Regions from separate parts of the Sus scrofa genome. Here region 1 is linked to region 2. Evidence: chromatin contacts called from public Hi-C data. All regions are on one chromosome and are shown on one strand. Each heading gives the region's core, a stretch centred on a gene start, on an enhancer-like site or on the middle of the called end of the contact. The rest is flanking DNA. Distances are from core to core; before and after follow the strand shown.

Evidence for each region. A called contact is a pair of places that touch in the nucleus more often than the background predicts.
Region 1: a contact with region 2 is called in a Hi-C map of embryonic fibroblasts, with 2.8 times the contacts expected there. The contact joins the promoter of LUM here to the enhancer-like site in region 2. A contact is called at or near these places in 1 of 5 promoter capture datasets (skeletal muscle), 6 of 47 Hi-C or Micro-C datasets (embryonic fibroblasts, heart right ventricle, mesenteric adipose tissue and 3 more) and 1 of 2 datasets of contacts at active chromatin or transcription factors (skeletal muscle).

The regions. Positions count from the first base shown.
Region 1 is chr5:91,746,357-91,750,147 of Sscrofa11.1, forward strand. LUM (lumican) reads left to right here and starts at 2,515. Exons shown (of 3, transcript NM_001243339.1): 1 at 2,515-2,733.
Region 2 is chr5:91,556,913-91,560,767 of Sscrofa11.1, forward strand. It overlaps LOC102159901 (a long non-coding RNA gene), which reads left to right. Exons shown (of 5, transcript XR_002344335.1): 5 at 2,118-3,855. Among named protein-coding and RNA genes, the nearest start is that of DCN, 120 kb to the right of the region's middle. Within about 2 kb of position 1,784, at least 14 of the 83 cell types and tissues checked have an H3K27ac peak or open chromatin away from gene starts, as enhancers often do. A contact at or near this core is called in embryonic fibroblasts, where this site is marked.

The DNA.
Region 1 (3,791 bases), core at 1,265-3,764, 190 kb after region 2:
TCATGAAATCTCCACATCCATCCCTCCAAAGGACCTGACCTTCATCTGAGACAGCCTGGCACCTGGGGCTTGGGATATTTTGCTGCAGCAGCTGCAGTGCTTGCACCTGGACAAACATCTACTCTAGCAAGAAAATACAAAGAAACTATAAAGTTCTAAAAATAACTGAGCGCATGCATAAATTATAAACAAGAGTATACAAAAAACCTAAAAACCAACTGCCACTTCTGAAGATCAAAGAGCAACAGCAGGATGTACTACATACGGCCCACATCCGCCAAAAGGGTGGGCAAGCCACCTAAGCCACTCCTCTGGACCAATCCCTGGACCGTATAAGGAACCAGTTCATTCTCCCTCAGAGAGTGAGTGAGCAAGAGGGCATATTGCTTGTTTTCAATCCTTCCAGCTATAGCAGGGGCCCCAATAAAGCCTTGCCTGAGTTTCTTGCCTTGCCTCTTATCAATTTCTATTGATTAAGGAGGATAAGAACCCTGAACAGTAACACATTCACCAGGATAGAAAGCTCAGACCTCACCCAGAAGGTCTAAAGTGTGCACTTGGAGTGTGGATGAATGTGAGTGTGTGATGTACAAAGAAAGAAACAATTGCTTAATTTTTTACCTTTTCAAAACTACTACTTAGTTAATATTTCAATCTTTTCTCAACTGATAGTAATAGTGCCCATAAAAGATTTCAAACTGATCAACTATCTTGTCTCAGCTCCATCCTGTCCACCCTCTTTCCAGTGGGTGAAGGTGTGCAGGATTTGTTCTTCCATTTACTTGTTAGGTGACTTTTAGTGAATCATTTAGACTTTGTGAGTTTCTATTTTTACATCTTTGAAAATGTGATAATAATTCTTATATGGGTTTTAAAGCATGGAATTTAAACTTAGAAATATGTGAAAATTCTGAAAATAAAGCATGGAATAACGTAGATACATTGTAAATATTAATTTAAACTATTTCTAATAGACCCAAGAAATATGCCTTAAAATGTGCAACATTATCCAATGATTGGTCTCACAGAACTAATTTTATAGAAAAAAGTATATATGGACAATATTAGGTTCACAATGAGCTAATCCACTTAATGCATTTAAAACTTTATTATAGACACCACAATACACTGATTGCTTCATAAAGAAAAATCTTTGGAGTAGATAGCTGGAATTTTTCAAACAAAATCTCAGATTATAGTTTCTGACATACTTAAAACTTGATGCTTAGCATTGTTTTTGCTATCTTTTTTTACAATGAGATACTGAATTATGTGTGATGACTTTTTCCCTTGATTTCTTCTAAGTTTTTTTAATGTCCTCTATTATAAAACCGAGGCCTTTATAAAATTTTCTTAAAACACTTATTATGAATCACCTTATAATTCTATGAGTTACTTTCAGGATTATCTTTTGTTTTTTAACATTTCTCTTACAAAAATGAAGCATTTATTCTAACATTAATTTTTCAGGCAAATACATTAGTGATCATGAAGATTAAATAACTTTCAGCAGGTCTGAGAGCTAAAAAAAGGGACATATTTAAGTTCTTTTAAATGGGAAAAACTTATAATGGGGCAACTGAAAGTATCTTATTCTAAGATTTCTTACTTATAAACATGAGGAAATGAAAGTTTGGAGGGAAAAATTCCTATAAATAAAGCTGATACAATTGCAAAATGAAATAGACAAGGAATTGAGTAGATCTCATTTTCTAGAAGTATGCATCAGGAAATGATAAGGAAAGATACATCAAACCAGGCCTTTGGGAGATTACAACTTTACATAACTTTTAGTTTTGAAAAAAACAAAATATATTGCTAGCATGCAAGGACAGAGTACTGTGTGAAAAATGATTATTTTGTGATATTTTTAGTATACTTTTTTTTTCATGTTCTTTTATGTTTTTTGGCAGCAAGCTATAGAATTCTATCCCCAAGTAAGGGTTTTGGATGAATTCCTAAATTAAATCCACAAAATAAGAAACAGGCAGAATATTACTGATTGGTTCCAGATCTGATCAGCATAAAACGAGCTTGCTTTAACATAAGTAAACTGGAAATGTTGCTATTTAGTCCTTTGTATCAGAATATATATAAATGAAGCATTTCAATATTTTAGAAATCAATGTAAGTTTCCCTCTTGGTCAAAAATTAAGCTAGTCCAAATACATCAACATAGATTTCAAGAGTAATGAGAAAAAGGATTCAAATCCTCTGGGCCTGCTCATTTGCATTTTCCTGAAATTGTTTATTCTGTTGATTTATGAGACTTTTAGATGAACAGGCTAGTTGGCTGAGAGAATTTCACTGAATTGTTGCCACAGCTAGAGAAGGAAAGGGCTTTGTAAGAGAAATGTTCTCACTGTAGATGCCTCATTTGCAGCAGGACTCAATTTGGGGTTAAAAGCTATGGTATTTGGGCTAGTTCCAGACACATGTATCTCTCCCTTATTCCATAGGGAGGGAGCTGGGCTGTCCTTGCTCACCAAGTCCACCTGCACTTCGTTAGAGAGCAGTGTTGGCATGCCACACCGCAAGATCCCCACAATGACATAACTCCATTCAGAGACTGGCGTGACTGGGCTGGGTTTCCCCCCCCCCCCTCAGCTCTTGTATCACTGAAGAATCTGGCAGCCAGTTCCGTCCTGACAGAGTTTACAGCATATATTGGTGGATTCTTGTCCATAGTGCATCTGCTTTAAGAATTAACGAAAGCAGTGTCAAGACAGTAAGGTAAGTGCTGTTTTAACTATAGCACTGGGGATGCTGACTGTTTGGGACAGTGTTATTGTAACAGGAACAGAAAAAAATTCCAGAGCAACTTTGCCAATTTCTATTCCACAGCAAATCCACAGTTTTGAGCATTTACTTCCACGTTGTGCTTAATAGACTTTCCATGATTTATGGATTTGAGATACATTTCATACAGTTATATACTGGGTTGCTTAGCAAAGGAAGTGATAGAAGTTTCAAGGTTGGACTGAGAAAAGTAGACATAATGAAAAAGTATGGCATTTAAGATGTTTGCTATTTTATGCTAATTAGTTATATATGTGAGTATTGTTAGTACCTAACTTTGGAGCAGAGAAAGGCCATTTCAATCAGTAATGAAAATATTTTGCAACAAGTATGTTGTTATAATTTGTTACAGTTTGCCATAAACATTTGATGCTGTTATAAAATGTGAGCCAAAGGATTTAGACATTTATGGGTTACTTATTTCCTTTTTGTTAATTGTAAAGATTTGGGTTTTGGATGTGTGTGGAGAAACAGAAATATGTTTTAAAGAAATTCTGGGAACCATGCTTTACTTTTTGGGAAAAAAAAATATTTCCTTCATAGCCAGAGGTATTTGAAAAAAACTAAGGGAAAGTAAAGTATGTTTTTGCTTCATAGTGGAGTCATTATATGGGTACAAACTCTCTTTGAATTCAGAGCCCTTGTTTTGACTCCACCAAAAAATATGTAAGCATTTTTTCATTACAATTCAATACACATTACTGTTACCATGTCTGTTTTAGTGTATACTTAATTAAAATAAGGAGGAAACATTAATGAAGTAAGACAAATCTTTACAACATTAATGTACTATGACTTAGAAAGAATACTTACATTAGCCTGATACAATTGTTCTCATGGCCAAGTCCTGTCAGCTAAGTTAAATGGCTCCATCATAATCTTAGGGAATAATTTACTAAGCATCTGGCTACAGGCTACATCGTGTCAGTTATCAGAGTGATTCTCACAACCTTTTTGAGGGTTTGATCTGCTAAAATAAAGGGCTTTATGAT
Region 2 (3,855 bases), core at 534-3,033:
ATTTCCGCTGCACCACAATGGAACTCCAGAAGTTCTTCGTATTGACTTTTAACTTGAAATTCCAAATAATTTTTGCAATTCAGTTCCAAGTGATTCTGTAAAATGTCTGCTTTCACGTTAATTTTCAGAGTTCAGGAATCGTGGATGTGTACTATTGATTCAGTTCCCAAATTCTGGTATTTGTCTCAATAGAAAAAAAATGCATAAGAAACTCCAGATTCAAAAGTGCCCAATAGTTAGCTCAGAGCATGCCAAAGTTGTCAAATGATATTACAGTTATATTCTTTAAAGCGCTTGAAAAAAGCTGGATAACATTGTGTAAAAAGCTGGATTTTATGGCTCTATCTGTGCCAAAGAGATTGTCCAACAGAAAGCACCCTGGTAAGCCTAATTATTACTCCACATATGGTACGTGGCATTATAAGCTCTTTTGAGGTTTTTGGAAAGGGAGAGCTATGATTGACAACCACAGCAGGGCGTGCTGAAGATTTTTAACTCCATCTCCTAACAATCCCATATTGGCAGGGCTAAGACAGAAAATGCTGTTTCAGTAATCATTCTCTCGTGCATTTATTTTCAGGGCAAATAATTTTGTTAAAACTTACAGGGTAGAGTGGAGAAGGAAGTGATATAAAAATAGTACATATATTCAGTAATGATTGTTCTTCACAATATGGCAATTTATAAGAGCAGCTTTCATCTCTCACTTTAAAATCACAGCAGCCTTTGTGATACCTTATTTAGGGAATAACGTAGAATCTGTTTTGGAGTACAATTTAAGGTAAATGTTAAGAAAACATTTTGATTAGTATGTGTGGGTGGTTGCACTAAGAAAATATGTTGGGAGAATGAACTCAGAGAAACCTGGAAGCAATCAGTCATGTATCAGATTTGCTTCTATGCTTTAATTGCTTATGTTTGAGAAGCATCTCAGAGAGAAAAGAGGACATGTAAGGAAGAGGGTTGTTTTATACTTATGGTTTCAATAGGTCAATCCAATGCGAACTATTTCTAAGTCAAATTTGTAGATATCTCAACATGGCTTAAAACAAAATTCTGACATCCCCTGACCTCCATCTCTGAAGCATTTTAAAGGTCATCTTCATCTGTTTAGTTGCAGAATCTTATGCTTAGCAGTCATTGTACCAGTGGAGGGCACACCCAGAATGTTCAAGACCAGGACATGTGAAAGGTGTTTGCACATATTAAACAGTAATTATGATTACACCAAGCTGTGTAGGATTTCAAAAGCCTTTGACTGTCCAAGTCCAGGAAACTTAGTAAATTCCTGGCAACACTTCTTCCTTGTTTTTGATAAAATAAATAATCCTCTTCTCTAGCAAAACAAAGGGATATTCTTCTCTAGTGTTTTATTCTAAATATTAAAAACAGAACACTACTTGAAATTAAGGACTATCTTATCTTACAGTTAAGGGCAGAGTAACTGGGTGCAAACAATTAATAGTCCCAGTAGATCTCTAGCCATGATCAAGGCGAAAAGAAAGTCCTGACATCAGGATTCGAGATAGCATTTTGTTCTTTTGTGGTTATTTCAAAGATTATTTTAAAACAAAATCAGGTATAGTTTATTACTGTCATTTAAAAGATGAGGAAAACCAAACCCGGATTTTAATTCAGCTTTTACTTACATTTTTAAGTTGAAGTTGGATTAACTCTTTGGAGATATGACATCATAATAAGGTTAAAATAATATTTACCACTTCATTTTTCCCTCTGAAAGTGGAGTAGTTAATGTTCTTGGTCTCTGCTGCTATTGCTGTTTTCTCCAAAAGGTGGCAGTTGTGTACTCCTTTTCTTTCTCAGGGTGCAGAGAACCAGGGGAGCCAGAGGGACCGGAATGAATTTTCAGAATTGTTTTCCTTTAACAAATTCCGAGCAGCCACGTCAGAAATCTGCATTTCTGCAACTGCAGCTACTTTACTCTCTTAACCCTTCAAATGAGAATTAGGCTGATTTTGAGAAGAAAAACAGGCTTCTCATCTCAGTTTGCTTTAAACTTTGGAGTTGTTCATCCCAAGTTTATTTTATAACGGTCTTCTTCCCTTCTGATCTTTGAATCAAGTTCTAATTCTTTTTTTTTTTTTTTTTTTTTTTAGATAACCTTGATCCATTTGAAGTTATCCTTCTTAATTAGAATGCATAAGCTACACAGGAGTATGTCTGGACTCCATCTAAACAAACCTTTCTGACAACATAAATCCAGAAGGATAAATCATTCAAACTGGAGAAATCTTTTGAGCTGTGAAAAGGCAAGAAAGAGAGGGACAGAAGGAAAGGAAAACATTTTGGAGAGATTCTGATGATGAGACAGGAATTAGATGAGACAAATTAAACTAAGTTGCTCCCAATTCCTACAGCTAAAAAGAGCTTTAAATATGATATAATGGTGTCCAGCCACTTCATTTTATAGATGAGGAAACTGAGTCCCAGAAAGCTAAAGAATGTCTTCAATGGAATGCAACCAAGTTCTTTTTCTACTTATGGTGAAAGAATGCAATGATCTGTCAAAGAGATGCGTTACGTCACAAGTTGTAGGAAACAAGATTTCAGATAGTTTTGAAAACTGAGGTCTGTTTAACCATAATTCCTTTTTTCACGTACATATTGAGTCACTATGCTGTCTTAGAAACCTCTGCTTCACATAGGAATATGGTCATTCATTAACCATGTAAGTTATTAGATTTGTGCTCAATACAGTAGCCACTAGCCACATGTGACTAATTGAATTTTAAATTAATGAAAATTAAATAAAATGTAAAATTTAGTTCCTCAGTTACACTAGCCACATTTCAAGCTACATGTGGCAAATGGCAATTATACAGGGCAGGGTACACAGAATTTCCATCATTGCTGAAAGTTCTCTCGGATTGTTCTCGTATAGATAGATCATCAACTGTAAAGAGTATGAGAAGAGTACAGCACATAATGTGATGCGGTATCCAGTGTGTAGTGCCTAAAAGCATTGTTCATAATTTATGTAGGTTTATAAGCAAATTTACAACCAACTTTGGCAAATTAGCAGGTTTATGTCTTCTTAAACCTTCTGTCCCTCCCCTTTTCACTGTACTTTTGTCTTCTCTAATATTCTTCACTTTTGAGTGTTCAGTAAATCTTTGTGAGTACCCTATTTATTCCCTCTTGGGTGCACTGCTTGATTACATTTCACACTGTCGATTGAATACCTACTGTGTGACAAACATTGCAGTAGATAACTAAAAAGAGAGAATTAGACACTCTGTGATAGTGAATTAGGCAGGAGGAAAACATGTTTCCAGAATCCATTCAGGACAGAAAATGAGCTCTTCTCATTATTTGAATTAGCAAAAGCAAGTATTATTAACATGATTATGTAGACTAAGAGATGGGAGATTATAATGAGGGGTTTAGTGACTTGCTCAGAATAACACAGGTGATATAAAGGCATCCTCAGGCTGGAATCCAAGTCTTTTTACGCCAGGTTCAGTGCTTTTTCTAATCTGCTACCCCACTCAGAGTAGACATTGGATTATGCCAAATTCCTAATTTCTGACATCTGCCAATGAATCATCAAATAAGTTGTTCCTTCCTTCCATACATCAACATTATGTTTAAGTCTAATTTTCAGAGTTTCTTTGAATAAAGACAGAATTATATTTGTGTCTTTACATGGACTTCTCTGGAACACAGGTAAGTGCCTGTAGAAGGTCCTTGTGTTAAATCAACCTGTGCTTGATGTTCTCTTAATACTTAGAACTCTTAGGGATTGTTAGAGCTTAAATATAAATTAAACCAACGTTCTTTCTATTAAGAAAAAAAGAATAGCTATAATTCTCATTAGCGGGCAGGTGAATAAAC